Linked DNA regions of Mus musculus: regions 2, 3, 4 and 5 are each linked to region 1. Evidence: chromatin contacts called from public Hi-C and promoter capture Hi-C data. All regions are on one chromosome and are shown on one strand. Each heading gives the region's core, a stretch centred on a gene start, on an enhancer-like site or on the middle of the called end of the contact. The rest is flanking DNA. Distances are from core to core; before and after follow the strand shown.

Region 1 (2,700 bases), core at 189-2,688:
AACCAGGCTACGATGCTCTGGAAACTCACGTTGACTTAACAGTTCCTGCACCCCTCCGAATCTCTTCTTGAAGAGAACAGCTATTCCAGCACCCATTCGACAATCCTCACTGATACAATGGGCTAGAGAGTCTGTTTTGGGACATGCGAAAAGATCTCCTTTCACGTAAGTGATCTAAAACGTGCAAAGGAAAAAAAAAAAGGTTAAAAACAGAAAACTATTTCTCCTTTCAGATCTTCAACAGAGCCCCACCCCCACTGCTTCAACCCTGCTTCTCTGACACTCTGAATTAAAGACAACTCTTCCCAACTTAGGAGTTAACCACGATATTTTAAAGTATCTGTAAAAGGAAAGTGATGGATGGTTATTATCTGCCTAGGGTTGTATTAGCCTTTTCTAAGTAAATCAGCTAGAGAGAAACAAACAGGGAGGGGCGAGAATCCAATTATTGGTTTAATTAAAAAGTGTTTATGCTTTTGACCTCAATTATTCTGATTTTCACTTCACCGATAAATTTAATAGCTGTTACGCACTCGACTTCCTTCTGGATCTTCATTAAGGCGGGTGGCCATGCTACTGAGTCGCTATTTCCAGAATTTAAGAGTTCCTTCTGCTAATGAAAAGGAAAAGCAAGTAAAAAAATACCGCTCAGGCAGCCCGAACATAGCGTGTTCAGATCACCCTGACAACCCATTTAGTCTTCCCCACCTCCTTAAGGTATTCTTTCTGGATGTGAGCTCACTCAGCCTCTAAGAGGCAACACAAAACAGCTTTCCAGGAGCCGAAGCAAAGGCGGTCCTAAGACACACCTCCTTACTTCTAGCAGGGAAGGTTTAGGACAGTCCAGAATTTTCCCAGAGAATATAGCTTAGAACGGGAAAGACCTGGCCACAGTTACACTGAGCGGCAGGGTGAGCCGAGAACTGCTTCTCAGGGGAAGATCACCACCAGTCTTGGAGGTACAGGAAGGAAGGTCTGATAAGACTTCCCCGTCTCTCCTCCTACCCTAAGGAGGGCAACCCTGGGATCCCGCAGAAAAGTGGGTACTGGGGGGTCATCCTTCACCTGCAAAGGAATCGGCCGTCAGCAGGCCCTCCTCCAAGCAGGGAAGGGTTCGGGATGAAACCCTCGTAGGTAGGAAAGCAACAGAAGAGTCCCGACACGCAACAAATCCCGCCAAAGCCTTTTGATTGTACGCACACTCAAGATGGCCGCCCCCATCCCTTAACGGGGCGGAAGTGAGCCTCTCTAGCTGGGTAGCGGCGCCCGCTCTCGGTAGTAAGGGCTTCAGAATTTCCGGCGGGAAATTCCGTAGGCTCCCGCTACCGCTCAGGCATGCGTACCGAGATGCCGACCCCGACTGGAGAAGAAGAGCGCTTGCGCATTCGGCCCCAGAGGGTGGGTCCCAGTGGACGCTTAGAAATAGGTGGGCAGGGGGGCGTGTCAGCGCCTGCGTGGTATATAATTCAGGGAGGTGTTTAAGCAGCAGCGTACGGAGCGTGTGAAAGGCGCCTGCGTAGGCCTTTGGCGGGAGGCGGTGTCAAATCCAGGAAGTGGGTGTGGCCTCTGGAACGCCTGCGCGGTGCTCTTCCTAGGGGGCGGGGCCAGGCTGGCCGGGGTTATGGGGCGTGGTCTCGAAGGCGCTTGCGCGAAGGCGGTTGGAGGGAGGCCCGATTCCCCTTTGTTCAGATTCGCCATTTTGCGAGGCAGCGGCAGTGGCGGCGGCAGCGGCGGCTGGAGCCTCTGATTGGGTTTCGGGGTCCGGTACTGGAGCCAATCAGCGCGGGCAGCGAACCGGGGGAGCGAGGCACGGTGAGTATGAGGAGCCAATATCCAGCGGCCCAGAGCCGGCCCCAGCGCCCCGATTGGCGGGTCTCGCTGACCACTCAGGAGAGGCCCAGGCGTCCGTCGAGCCCGGGAGTCGAGCCGAGGCTGCCCGAGCTGGGTAGCCAGTAGCCCCGGCTCGGAGTTGGTGGAGGCCTGCAGGGGCCGTCCAGCGTTGGGACGGCGTCCTGGAGCCAGGCTTTTCGGGATCTGGATCGTCTCCGGGGGCCGGTGGCGGATGCGCCACCGGTCCCCGATCCTCGGTCCCGAGAGGTCAGGTGGCTGACCGCCCAGCCACGGACCGTGGCGGTTTCCCCACGTCGTTCCAGCCTCATCCTACGGCCTGTCCTTGTGTGTCCCCACATTCCGGGCCCCGACGAGGCCCGTGTGTCCTGAGCTCTGCACAGTTGGGGCTACAGATCCGGAGCGAGGCCAGACTGAGACGCGCGGCGCGGCCTCCCAAGACCCACCCCGGGGCCGTTGGCGCGCCTGCCGCGCCCCTCCTCTCGGCCCGCCACCGGGGCTCCCGGGCCGGCGCCGTTACCACCCCTTTCTGGCTCGTCATTTCCTCCCCGCTCAGCCCGCGGTGCCGGCACACCTCCGTGCTGGAGCCCAACCAAGCACTCTTCCTCTTTTTGCTCAGTGTCTCGGTGTTTGAAACGCCGCTGTTGCAGAACTGATAACCCTTGTGCATCCTTAATGATTGGGGGCACACATCTCGCAGTTCCTATTATCCCTGTCTCCTCCCTTGATCTTTTCTCCCTTGGATGCTCTCTGGTTTTGTTTTCCTTTAATCTCTCCACTCAATAGCTCGGCCCACTCGTGTCTCTTTTTTCTAATACACCTTGAAATCCCGCGCGAACGTTTTCTCAACTG
Region 2 (2,700 bases), core at 19-2,518, 3.0 Mb after region 1:
ATCCAGGGACCATGTAGTTCAAAATACAATTGTTAGGTGCCACACAATTGGTAGGTTAGAGGCTTATCAGCTAGCAGAAACACTGACCTCTTTTGGATCCTAGCGTTAAGATCCCCAGAGAGGAGTGTTCAGATTTGCTTTGATCTGGTCAACCAAATGGTGTGTGACCTGGGTGTGTGGGATAAAAACCATACAACTAAGTGATGTTGGCAGGAGGTAATGGTTACACATCTTTACAAGAGAGCATTGCAAAGAGTACCAGAGGCAGAAAATGGCTTGTTAACCTGTCATCCTGTCAGATGACAGGAGTGAAATGAGATTGTAGGTCACTAAACCCAAGTGTTCTTCATAACACTACACTACCTCCCTCTCAACTGAAAGCAGTGATATTTTGATACAATTTCCTATTTCAAGGAAAAAAATCGTAACAAAAATCGAATCGGAAAATCCGTCATGTCTTCTAGAAGGGGCAAACGGAAGCATGAACAGTGACAACAAACCAGAGCCGCTATGCACGGAATAAAATCTTTCCCTAGGGACCTGGGGTGACACCAAGTAATTAATTGCTCTGGAATAGTGGAGAAATCTGCGTGGGAAAAGAGAGAGGAGATGGCAGAGAGTCTGACAATTTCCACTTCACCGAGACTTTGTGGACTCGCAGCCGCCCTCTGATTTGATGAACAAGTTGTTTGTTCCACTCTTCAGAGGACGACCCCGGATTCCAGGGGCGAGACTCCCGCAACTCACCGAGTTTGTTCCACAGACACCCAACAGCGAGGGATGAGGGAAAGCGGCTGACGTGACGCTTCCCAAGGGTCCCTAGGGCGTCGCCTCGAACCCCTTGTGGCTCTTCCAGGAAGGAGAGCGAACACTTTGGGGCGAGCAGTCGCTCAGTCCCTCAGGTTAGAGTTAGGATCTTGAGTCCGTCCGGCATCCTCGGCGCTTGGCGCTGCGAGTTGGAGCTCCTAGAAAGAGAACGGACTCGTTTGCATCTCCCCGAGGACTCAGCGAAGTCCTCGTCGGTCGCCGGGATGCCCAGCGCAGCGCTCCGTTAAACAAACAGACAAACAAACAAGCAAACAAACAAACAAACAGCGCTCCCTGGGGACCAAGCGTGCTGAGGAACGCCACACCCCTCACATTTATTCCCCACCCCCGGCACTGCCCTCCGCGTGACGTCAGGACCAATCCCTTCACTGCGTTCCCGGTCAAGTTCCAACTCTGGCATCTCGCGAGAGTTTTGTTTTCCTTCACCCTAGTCTCGGACCTGCGCGCGACACGTCGGGCGCCTTGGCACCTGCGGTTTGATTAGTCTCCATCAGTCTTAAGGTTGCAGCCTGGCCGCCCGCGTCTTTTGCCTTCGGCCGCTAAGATCTCGCGAGATTTCCCGGGGCTGCCCACGCCGCGCCTGCGCAGAGCTCTTCAAAGCAGAAGGTCGCTCTTGGGAGGAAGTGGCCTTTTGCGTCCCGTGCCCGGAGCGCCGTTACTACTTTCTCGAAGCTCTCCTCGGCTCCCTTGCCGGGACACTCTGCCGCTAAGATGCCCCGGATTATGATCAAAGGGGGAGTGTGGAGGAACACGGAGGTGAGGCAGCTTTTCCCGCCGTCCGCAGCCCTCCGCCGGCTCTGGTAGCGTGTGCGCACGCGCGGGGAAGCTCCGGGAGCCGTGGCTGTCCCGCGGGGGTCTGCGGTGCGGGGCGGCGACTGCGCGGACCCCGGGGACCCTCGCGGTGCATGGGTGCGGGCTCGGGTCACCTGGCTCACCCCGGGGGCGAGGTCGCGACTTGTCGCCCGGCGCTCCTCGCTTGGCATTTGCTAGGCCCTTGATCACTTATTTGATCAGTTAGGGACGCGCCCCCTCGGTGTCTTCTGCAGCCCGGTGGCCGCCGACCGGACCTCCCCCGGAGCCTGGTGTTTCTCCAGCTCCTTTCGATCTCAGCTCGTGCACAGCGCTTCGCTCTGTTAGAAGCCGTTGTGGCTGCAACTTTGTTTTTTCCGTGACTTCTTTACAGCCGGACAGGCTGCCCGTTTACGTCTGCACCTCTCTGCTTATCTTAGGACCTGGGTCCTTTCTCTTACCTTTCCAGTCACGCCACCCTTGCCGGGATAGAAGCCAGTTAGGACAAACTTACCTACGGTGGTGTTTGCGTCCAGAAATGTTGTAGATTATGTCACGGTGAGCGGAACAGCAGAAGGAAGGAAGTAAAATAGAAATTAAGTTAACGTGCATTTAATCGAGTGCGCCGAATGTATGAGCACCTTTCCGTCTGTCTTGTGCGTTCTTGAGATAGCTCCTTATTGCTTTGGCATCTTTCTGAACATGCTCCAAACTTAGCTGAGAACACTTCTTAGAGTCCTCCTGGCCCATTCGTTGGTCGTCCCGTTGAGAGTTAGTTGTTTAGTGGTTTGGTGGCACCTATTTTTCATTTACTACAGCTTTGTTTTCACAAGCACTTTTGTGTGGCTCCGGCTGAGTTACTTCTGAGAGCCTCAGATTACTCATTTTTATAAGACAAATAAATAATTGTATTTAAGCTCTTGAAACGAGTTGCCAGTTTGGAACATTGTGAACGCAGCTGGGTACATTAGTAGGCTTTCAGTAAAAAAAATGAGTTGCTGTTGTCTTCATCAGACAGCAGTATAGTAGGACCAGGCTTTGGCATTCTAGTATGAAGCAGGTTTCTTGGTGATGTTTGGGAAT
Region 3 (2,700 bases), core at 16-2,515, 2.2 Mb after region 1:
GATGTCTCAGAGAAGGCGCCTCACCTGCTTCGGACCTGGGCAGGCTCCACATCAAAGTAGGGTCTGAGGATGTCAATGTTGGCATACAAGCTGAAGGCCCTGGAAGCCTGTCTCTTCCCTGCCTGCCACATCTGAAGGGAAATGGGTATGATGAGACTCTTGGCTCTAGATTGTTATTCAGTCTCGGCGAGATTTACGTGTGGGTCTAAGTGGAAAACCTCGATCAATTTAGGACATGCATAGGTCCTTTTTTTTTTCCCCATTGGCTTACCTGATCTGCTACCTGCCGGCTCAGTTGTCCTTTAAAGCCTTTCATGCCAAGAAACTCCCCATCCTCTTCTTCTGCAGCAGCTGCATCAGCATCTACTTCTTCCTCCCGCAGGCGCTGGTGCAGCTCACCCATGTCCTCGAAGCTGGAGCCTGAGGTATCGTCCATGTTCTCCATATCAATCACAGCCGAACCCCCACCCTGTGAAGACAACGGCTCGGAGAGTGAGGGGCCCTTCCATTGCATCCTCCCCGTTCTCCGCTCAGCTGACAACTTGAGGCTTTGATCTTCCACTGCCGAGGACATGGCTTGGAACTGCCACTCTTTCAGTGGTGGCAACTCTTGGTCGCGTCACTTTTGTGGTCCTGGAAACCCTACTATTTATTTTCAATCCACGTTGTTTTCCTACTTTCCACCTCAAAGCTCCAAAGAGTTGCAAAAGAGCCCATCTGCCATTCCCAATTCTCAAACAAGCCTATTTTTAGGGGGTGCCAGTGGATCCTAGCCTCCAGCCCCCACAGAGAGCCGAGGCCCGCGGGAGCCCTAGTTTGTCCCTTTCACGCCAGCACAAGAGCTACACCCTTCCCCGGGAAGACTCAAAGGGGACAGGCTGCGTTTCAGCGGAGCCGACCTCTAGGCCCCGCGAGAGAGAACAGCAGCCACCGTCCGGACGCCGCCAGCCCGGGGCTGCTGGCAGCAGGCGCGCTCCATACCTGGATGTTTTCTTCGAAGCCTCCCCATTCCGGGCCAGCACCATTTCGGACGCCGCTGGCCGGCGCCGCCGGAGTCGCCATGTCCCTCGAGGCTTCCCGTCGCTGGAGCACGCGCGCGTGGGAAGAGCGTGCGACCCGGGTCCGAGGGAGGGAGAGGTTCAGAGGGGCGACCGCCCGGGCAAGGTGGGGATCCGCCGGGACGCCGAAGGGAGAAACCCGGATGTTTGGCCCCACTTGACGTCCGGAAGTGAAGGACGTGGACAGAGGCGGGGCAAGATCTCGCGACATTCAAGATTGCGGGAGCCCGAGCGTTGCTGCGGAGACGCAGGCGCGGACTCGCCTCCTTTTACAGCGAGTGGCGGAAGATGGCGGCGGCTCAGGCGGTGGAGGAGATGCGGACTCGCGTGGTTCTCGGAGAGTTTGGGGTTCGCAATGTAAGAGATCGGGGCGCGGGAAGGATGAGGGCGGCACGGGGAAGTAGAGGCCTGGTGTGAAGGCTGGCCACACTGCCCTTTCTGTTGGCTCTAGGTCCACACCACGGACTTTCCCGGTAACTACGCCGGTTATGATGATGCCTGGGACCAGAACCGCTTCGAGAAGGTGGGTAGAGCTGAAGGTGCCCAGTCGGCCCGAGGGGCCAGACCTCGCAGGTTGGGGTGGGGGTCGCTGTTTCCATACAACACGCTTGAGCTCCATGGACGGGTCAGACACGGTGGTTGCTCTCGGTGGGATAATGGACCACACAGACAAGTTATTCCAGAATAGTAAGATAGCGGTGAAGATGGCTGGGATATGGTCAGGAATCATTGATGCACTGAATCCAGCTAACTGAAGGGACGTAGTTAAAGGTCAGTGAAGGGAATGGCATTTGAATTAAGCTTTGAACTATGAATAAAAGTTGAGTAGTGAAGGCCTGATTGGAGCTTCATTATATATGATTTTTTTAAAATTCACTTTGAAACTGTTTCTGTTTAGCCCTGGCACTCTCTCTATAGTCCAGGCTGGACTTGAACTCAGCCATCTACCTGCTTCTGTCTCTGCCTCCCATGCACTGGGATTAAAGGCATGAGCCACCACGCCCAATTTAGAATTTTTGAGTAGACTGATAACATTTTGCAATCTTGATAGCCAGGAGGGAATGAATTCTGGTGAATCTGCCAGCTAGTGTATGCAGGCTGAAATTGGGGGCATAGATGAACTCCAGACAGTACTAACGGAGTAAGGCAGGGAGAACTAGACGATTTGCACCAGTGCTCTGGGGAGGCAGTGTGTGAGAGAAAGGACTTTGTAACTTGAGGACCCTAAAACTTTCTTGATATGCGTGTTTGCCTGCATGTGTATTTGTGCACCACTGTGTGTTAGTGATCCCTGCAGTGTGAGGAGAATGTTAGGTCCCACCAGGTGCTGGGAACCAAACCCAGTTCTTCTGCAAGGGCAGTTAAGTGCTCTTAATAGCTGAGCCATTTCTCCAGTGGCACTGGGGAACTGTTGCTGGCTGTGTCGTTTGCCAAGCAGGAGAACAAGAATGAGGGTACACTCAGGTGCCTGCTTGTGAAGTCTATGTGCTTGCTTGAGCCAGGAGCATGGTGGAGGTCAGCCAGGGGATTAGAACCTAGGAGACAGGAACGTTTACTGTGTGGGTGGAAGGGGAAATTTAGAAAGAAGAGCAGATAAGGAAATTGGTGTTCAAAATCCAAGGGAATGTAGTTGAGAAAAGTA
Region 4 (2,700 bases), core at 111-2,610, 2.9 Mb after region 1:
GCTAACTTTTAAATAGCCATTAAGCAGGAGACAACCCCTTCCTTCAATCAGCGAAGTGAGGCATATTCTTTCCTATTGGATGTCGTGTGTGTATGTGTGTGCCCGTGCCCGTGTATGTGTGGTGTACACACCTGTAACATGTGGACATGTGCTTGTGAAAGTCAAAGGACAACTATGGGTGACTGTACTTAGGAGCTAATTTTTGTTTAAAACAGGGTCTCTCATTAGCTTGGGACTTTGATGTTGGCCAGACTAGCTTGTCTGTGAACTTCTTCAGGGATCTGTTTCCATCTCCCATCTGGCCATTCCAGCATCATAGGCACACACCGTTAGCCCGCACTTTAAATTCGAGTTCTGGGGAATCCACAAGCACTTTACCAACCCAGTCATCTTTCTGTCTCCCCTATAACACACTGTGTTTAGCTCTTGGTCACAACATCCAGCACTCAGGGTTCAAAGACTTTAACTCTAGAGCTCCCTGGAAACTCACCTTAAAATATTCACCCCCGAAAGCCCAGTTGCCAAGCATCTCGAAAAACGTATGATGAGAGAGATCACGCCCCACATCCTCCAGGTCGTTATGGCGTCCTCCAGCCCTGACACACTTCTGGCTATTAACTACACGTCGGAAGCCTGCCATCTCACTTCGTGGATCCACTGTGCCCAGGAAGATGGGCTTGAACTAGAAGCACATAAAAGTCAGGAAGGGTAGAGAAGAGGTAAATGAACTTAAACAAGAGACTCTGCCTAGTAAAAAGTAGTAAAATTTACAGATAAGGGAAGTGGTTGGACAGAATCAAAGCTTCAAGAATATTACCAAGCACCTAGCAGGAGTGCAATAAATGTCTACTCAATGGATGAATTTTATTTATTTAAATAGTCTTCCACTCAGAGCCTGCCCCTCAGGACTTCACAGCTGCTATCCAGAGATAATAAACTTAATTTCTCCCCACAAGTTTCCAAGCTAATTCCCCAAGACCTAACCAGGCCCCCACCCCATTTTACCCAGCCTCTCTTCCACTCAGAGTTCCGCCCCTCACTTTTTTGGTCCAATCCTGAAGCGCTTTTCTCAGGCTGACTCCCGAGCTCCGCCCCCGATCGGTGTGGCCCCGCCCCTACCTGGTTCATGCCTGCATTGACGAAAAGCAGGCTGGGGTCGCCGCGCGGCCTCACGGTAGCGGAGGGCACGAGCCGGTGGCCGTGGCGATCTCGGAAGAAGCTCAGGAAGGCGTCCCGCACGGCCGCTCCGTGGGGTGGACCGGGCTCGGTTGAGAAAGGCTGCCATGGGCACGACCTCCCAATGGCTCGCCGCAGCTTACCGGCTGCGGCAGCCAACGCCACCGCCATCTTAGCTCCGGGCAACGGCTTCGCGGGGTCAAAGAGTGACGTTCGAAAGGACGCCTAGTGTTTCCTACAGCGGCCCCTGGCGGGTGGAAGACTTGGGGGGGGGGCAAGTCTCAGCTTCTAGTGAAAGTGTTTCCCCAAGAAGGGGACTTCTTCCCCTGGCGAGCGGCTCAGCATACCGTAACTTTGCATAGAGTAGGCCCTTAATTCATCCAGGATTGAACAGATAATTATAAAAAGATCATTACATGCTAGGCTGTATTTTGAACGTTAGTAGCAATATTAACACAATGCCTCTGCTTCCAAAATCTGTATTCTGGCAGTAATGGTTGTTGTGCTATTGATTTTGTGGAGTTGCAAAGGAACAGGTGTGGGTGCAATTCGGTGCGTGGACCGTGTGGTTTGTGCTGATCCAGGCTGAAGAGTGCCAAGGGATCGTGAGTATTCAAGAGGTGGTCAAGAACCCTGCGTAAGTGCCAGGCACTGCTCTAAGACCTTGCCAGGTCCTCTTCTGCCCTCGGTTTGCAGAGCCACTTTGTCCTTAGGGACTGAAGCAGGTTCTTTGGAGCAGGAGTCTGGTGGAGACACAGAAGCCAGACTGCATCTGCTCCATTATTAATTGCTTAATGACATTTGGTCTTTTAATTTGCTTGGGGATGAGAGAATCCAGGTCGACAGGTCAGGACAAAGCTGTTGGCTGAGAGCTGTGGCGATGGCTTTCCATGAGCCTCCCAGGGCCCTGAGGCTTTGAATTTTGCTGAGAGAAAAGAGATACCTGTCCTGGCAGGCCCAGTCCCCTTGACTTCCTTTCTATGGTAACAGACCTTGTGGGTGCAGCTAGACAGCTCAAGGACTTCTCATGATGACCTTGCTTGACCTTTAGTCTGGGAAAGTTAGCAGATCTAGGAAGAGAAAGGGATTTGCCAAGTTTAAGACCCAACAGAGCAGTGGTTCTCACCCTGTGGGTTGCAACCACATAGGGTTGCATATCATTCATTTACATTACGATTTGTAACAATAGCAAAATTACAGTTATGAAGTAGCAATGAAATAATTCTATGGTTAGGGGCCATCACAACATGAGGAACTGTTTTAAAGGGTTGAAGCATTAGGAAGGTTGAGAGCCACTGCACTAGAGGTTACAGAACTGAGGTCTTTGTGGTCAGAAGGACAGCCTTGGCCACCCAGGGGGCTCTTTTGGCCACCAGTCTTTGTGTGTTATTTGGGTCTTTTGAACTTTTGAAGCACAGCTTCTTTTCGGGGAATACATAGTCTATTTTGGACTTGAGTTTCTATAGCAATAGTGAATTCTGACAAGCCTGTATATCTATCCCGTGATCCTCTGCCTTCTCTTTT
Region 5 (2,700 bases), core at 187-2,686, 2.1 Mb before region 1:
TGAATTTCAAATACCACCAGTGTCAACTCTGTGCTGTTGGCACATTCTGACCTGTCTCCTAAGGGTTGTCAGCCACAAACAGGATGAGTTAGCACCAGACAGTACTCACTGGCCTGTCCTAAAAACTCCTTCATGTCTCAAAAAGCAACATTCCATATTTGCTCCATATTTGAACAAGCCAAATGGGCTGATCTGGCTCAAGGTTCTACTTTTCGTAGCTTATCAACTTTCTCTTTTCACTTCGAGTCACAAGAAATATTTTTATGTTGCAACTACACTGCAATGTTTGAAGGAAGCCACCATAAACTCTTAATGTCACCTCTTGAAATTTAAAATTCACAAAACAACTGGTGGCTTTCTAAATAGCACCATGAAAAACAAAACAAACAAAAACAAAAACAAGCAAAAACCATTCCAAAGAAACTTGCTAATTTGGAGAGGCCTGCTTATAGCAGCTAGGAAAGAATTAAATTGTGCGGAACTGTATTCTCTCAGAGCTTTTGAGGCTAAAAAAGAGGAAATCTGTGTTTATGTTCCCTTTCTCCGAGTAACTGAAGGAGAGGTATTTACATTCCCCAAATACAATCACTTGCAAGGGGCAACCAATTACCCAGTAGATTAGAAGAAATCTATTAAATAATATATGTTCATTGCCTGGGGTTTTGAGAAAATATTTTCACATGATCCCTGTCCTTTAAAATACAATAGAAACCTTACAGGGAGTGTGCCACCATGCTAAGCTGCCTCTGAAAAGCCTGTCCTACCCAGGCAGGTACAAGGCCATTTAATTCCAAGTCAATCTGGAGAGAGGTGACAGCCCCAAGTTGCTCTGGGGATGTCAGAGCACAGCACTCCTGCACACTCAGATCACCTCTCCATTCTTTCCCAATGCCATCAGCTTTCCAATCCCTGCTCCAGCACTCCAAACACCCCTACACCCTGGCTTCCCCTTCGCAGTGGGCTCATTTTGCATCGCCTCCTTCCGCCACAGCTTCTCCGGGGCGGGGAAAGCGAGCCCAAGGACGCGCGCGGGTCTCCTACTTACCTTGATGATGCTGCTCCGGCGGGGCAGGCCGCCCGGTTTGCTGTCCCTGGGGACCGGACCGGCAGCTGGGCTAGGGGTCCGCGCGAGCGCCACGCCTAGAGGTCCCCTGCCAGGGCTGGTCCGGGCTTCGTCCCCGGACACGCCGAGGCTGCAGTCTCCGTTGGAAACCCCGCCGCTGTCATAGCGCGCCCGCCCGTGGCCGAGGCGACCTCCCCCGCCACCACCTCCGCCTTCCCCGGCTCCGGCTTTCAGGGCGCCCTTGGCGCCTAGGGCCGGGCTCGGGGAGGTGGGCAGGGCCCCTCCTGCGGCGCCCCGGCCACACTCCGCCATGGGCGCCCCACGACCCGCCTGCACAAAGCCGCGTCCCCGCGTCCCCGCCGCCGCCGCCTCGGGCCGCTGCGCGCGGCCCCTCCTCCTCGCCGCCGCCGCCGCCTCGGCCGCTTCTTCCGCTTTTTCTTTTCTTTTTTTTTCTTTTTTTTTTTTTTCTTTCTCTTTTTGGTTGGGATGTGGCGCGTGCAGCGAGCTCGCCTCCGGCGCGAAGGACGTCGTGCAGGCGGAATTACCTCTGGGGTCCTGCCGGGGTCGGGGAGAGAGAGAGGAGAGAGGAGTCAGCTTGGGCGGCGGCGCCCCCGCTGCCGGCACCTGGGGAAGGAAAACACGCCCCGGCACACGCGCCGCTGCGGGCGCCAAAAATAACGCGCGCGCGCCAGCGCCCACCGCCGCGCGCCGCGTCCCCTCCGGCCCCGCGCTCACCGACGAGCGCCGCGTCCCCTCCGGCCCCGCGCTCACCGACGAGCTCGCGGCGGCGGGGCGCGAGGGACACGTGCGCCCACTCCGCGGCGCTGGCGACACGCGGAGGCGCGGCGCGCGGGGCTCCGGGGTTCCCGGCTCCGCCCAGGCCCGTCAGTCTCCCCCCCCCCCCCCACACCTTCAGGGCTCAGCCGAGGCCCAGGGCGGCTTCTGATGGCCCCCGGGCCCACCGCCACTTACCCGCGGCCATCGCCTCCCGGGCTTCGCGCTGCCCCCTACAGGCCGAGGGGACCCGTCCGGGCTCCGGGCACGGGCGTTGCGGTTGTGGTCGCTCTCCTAGGCCGGCTCAGCGAGGCGCACGCCACAGCCAGCTGTCAGTCACCTGAAGGCATCCCGAGGGGGACAGCGAACCCGCAGGCCGCGGGCGAGCTGAGGGTCCTGGGGCTGTGGTCTTGGCCGCTGCACCTCGCGTCCAGCTCCAGCCCTTCATTCGGAACCCGCTCCCTTCCCACCCTGCTCCCCCTGGGCTTCCTCAGTGGAGCAAACCCATTTCCCATACAGAAACCAATCCTCTTGCGTGTCCTTGGGCTGCTAAACTCAATGAGCACGACAGGTTGCCAGGATCTGGGGTAGGGATGGCATGGCTGGCAGGCGTTGAGAGACAGAAGACCTCCGCAGAGTTTATTTGGTGCCTCTGGGTTGTCCCACGGAGGTTTATCATTGTAGTCTGTGTCTTTCCTAAACCTGACACTAGAGAGACTTGCTTGTTCAACCCCTAGTGGGTACCATCCAAATCAGGACCATCGTTTGGGACAGGATCAAAAATCAATGATTAACATGTCGCTCTCATATGCAAATACTTTCCTTAAACCTCCATTCCTGGAGCCAAGGAAGAACGCAGGGCC

What was found. Promoter capture Hi-C pulls out the DNA fragments that hold promoters and counts their contacts. Hi-C and Micro-C count contacts between places; a contact is called where the count stands out from the background. Capture Hi-C pulls out chosen DNA fragments and counts their contacts.
Region 2: a contact with region 1 is called in a promoter capture Hi-C map of liver, with 5 times the contacts expected there. The contact joins the promoter of Cdc5l here to the promoter of Oard1 in region 1. A contact is called at or near these places in 1 of 484 Hi-C or Micro-C datasets (CD4 T cells), 1 of 115 datasets of contacts at active chromatin or transcription factors (thymic regulatory T cells) and 2 of 9 other capture datasets (adipose tissue and liver).
Region 3: a promoter capture Hi-C map of pre-B cells shows a contact between it and region 1, with 5 times the contacts expected there. The contact joins the promoter of Polr1c here to the promoter of Oard1 in region 1. A contact is called at or near these places in 2 of 39 promoter capture datasets (neutrophils and pre-B cells), 1 of 484 Hi-C or Micro-C datasets (CD4 T cells) and 1 of 9 other capture datasets (liver).
Region 4: a Hi-C map of regulatory T cells shows a contact between it and region 1, with 5 times the contacts expected there. The contact joins the promoter of Aars2 here to the promoter of Oard1 in region 1. A contact is called at or near these places in 2 of 484 Hi-C or Micro-C datasets (CD4 T cells and regulatory T cells) and 1 of 9 other capture datasets (liver).
Region 5: a Hi-C map of B cells shows a contact between it and region 1, with 5 read pairs. The contact joins the promoter of Plcl2 here to the promoter of Oard1 in region 1. A contact is called at or near these places in 1 of 484 Hi-C or Micro-C datasets (B cells) and 1 of 115 datasets of contacts at active chromatin or transcription factors (large pre-B cells).

Annotation. Positions count from the first base shown.
Region 1 is chr17:48,408,738-48,411,437 of GRCm38.p6, reverse strand. It overlaps Oard1 (O-acyl-ADP-ribose deacylase 1), which reads right to left and starts at 1,438. Exons shown (of 6, transcript NM_001289490.1): 1 at 1,066-1,438; 2 at 534-610; 3 at 30-174. The coding sequence starts at 572. Nfya (nuclear transcription factor-Y alpha) reads left to right here and starts at 1,618. Exons shown (of 10, transcript NM_001110832.1): 1 at 1,618-1,812.
Region 2 is chr17:45,432,275-45,434,974 of GRCm38.p6, reverse strand. It overlaps Cdc5l (cell division cycle 5-like (S. pombe)), which reads left to right and starts at 1,268. Exons shown (of 16, transcript NM_152810.2): 1 at 1,268-1,584. The coding sequence starts at 1,540. B230354K17Rik (RIKEN cDNA B230354K17 gene) reads right to left here and starts at 1,144. Exons shown (of 3, transcript NR_130961.1): 1 at 748-1,144.
Region 3 is chr17:46,246,610-46,249,309 of GRCm38.p6, reverse strand. It overlaps Polr1c (polymerase (RNA) I polypeptide C), which reads left to right and starts at 1,265. Exons shown (of 9, transcript NM_009085.2): 1 at 1,265-1,415; 2 at 1,510-1,581. The coding sequence starts at 1,347. It overlaps Yipf3 (Yip1 domain family, member 3), which reads right to left and starts at 1,230. Exons shown (of 9, transcript NM_145353.2): 1 at 982-1,230; 2 at 272-469; 3 at 25-131. The coding sequence starts at 1,062.
Region 4 is chr17:45,505,501-45,508,200 of GRCm38.p6, reverse strand. It overlaps Aars2 (alanyl-tRNA synthetase 2, mitochondrial), which reads right to left and starts at 1,360. Exons shown (of 22, transcript NM_198608.2): 1 at 1,120-1,360; 2 at 491-682. The coding sequence starts at 1,347.
Region 5 is chr17:50,508,283-50,510,982 of GRCm38.p6, reverse strand. Plcl2 (phospholipase C-like 2) reads right to left here and starts at 1,436. Exons shown (of 6, transcript NM_013880.3): 1 at 1,046-1,436. The coding sequence starts at 1,375.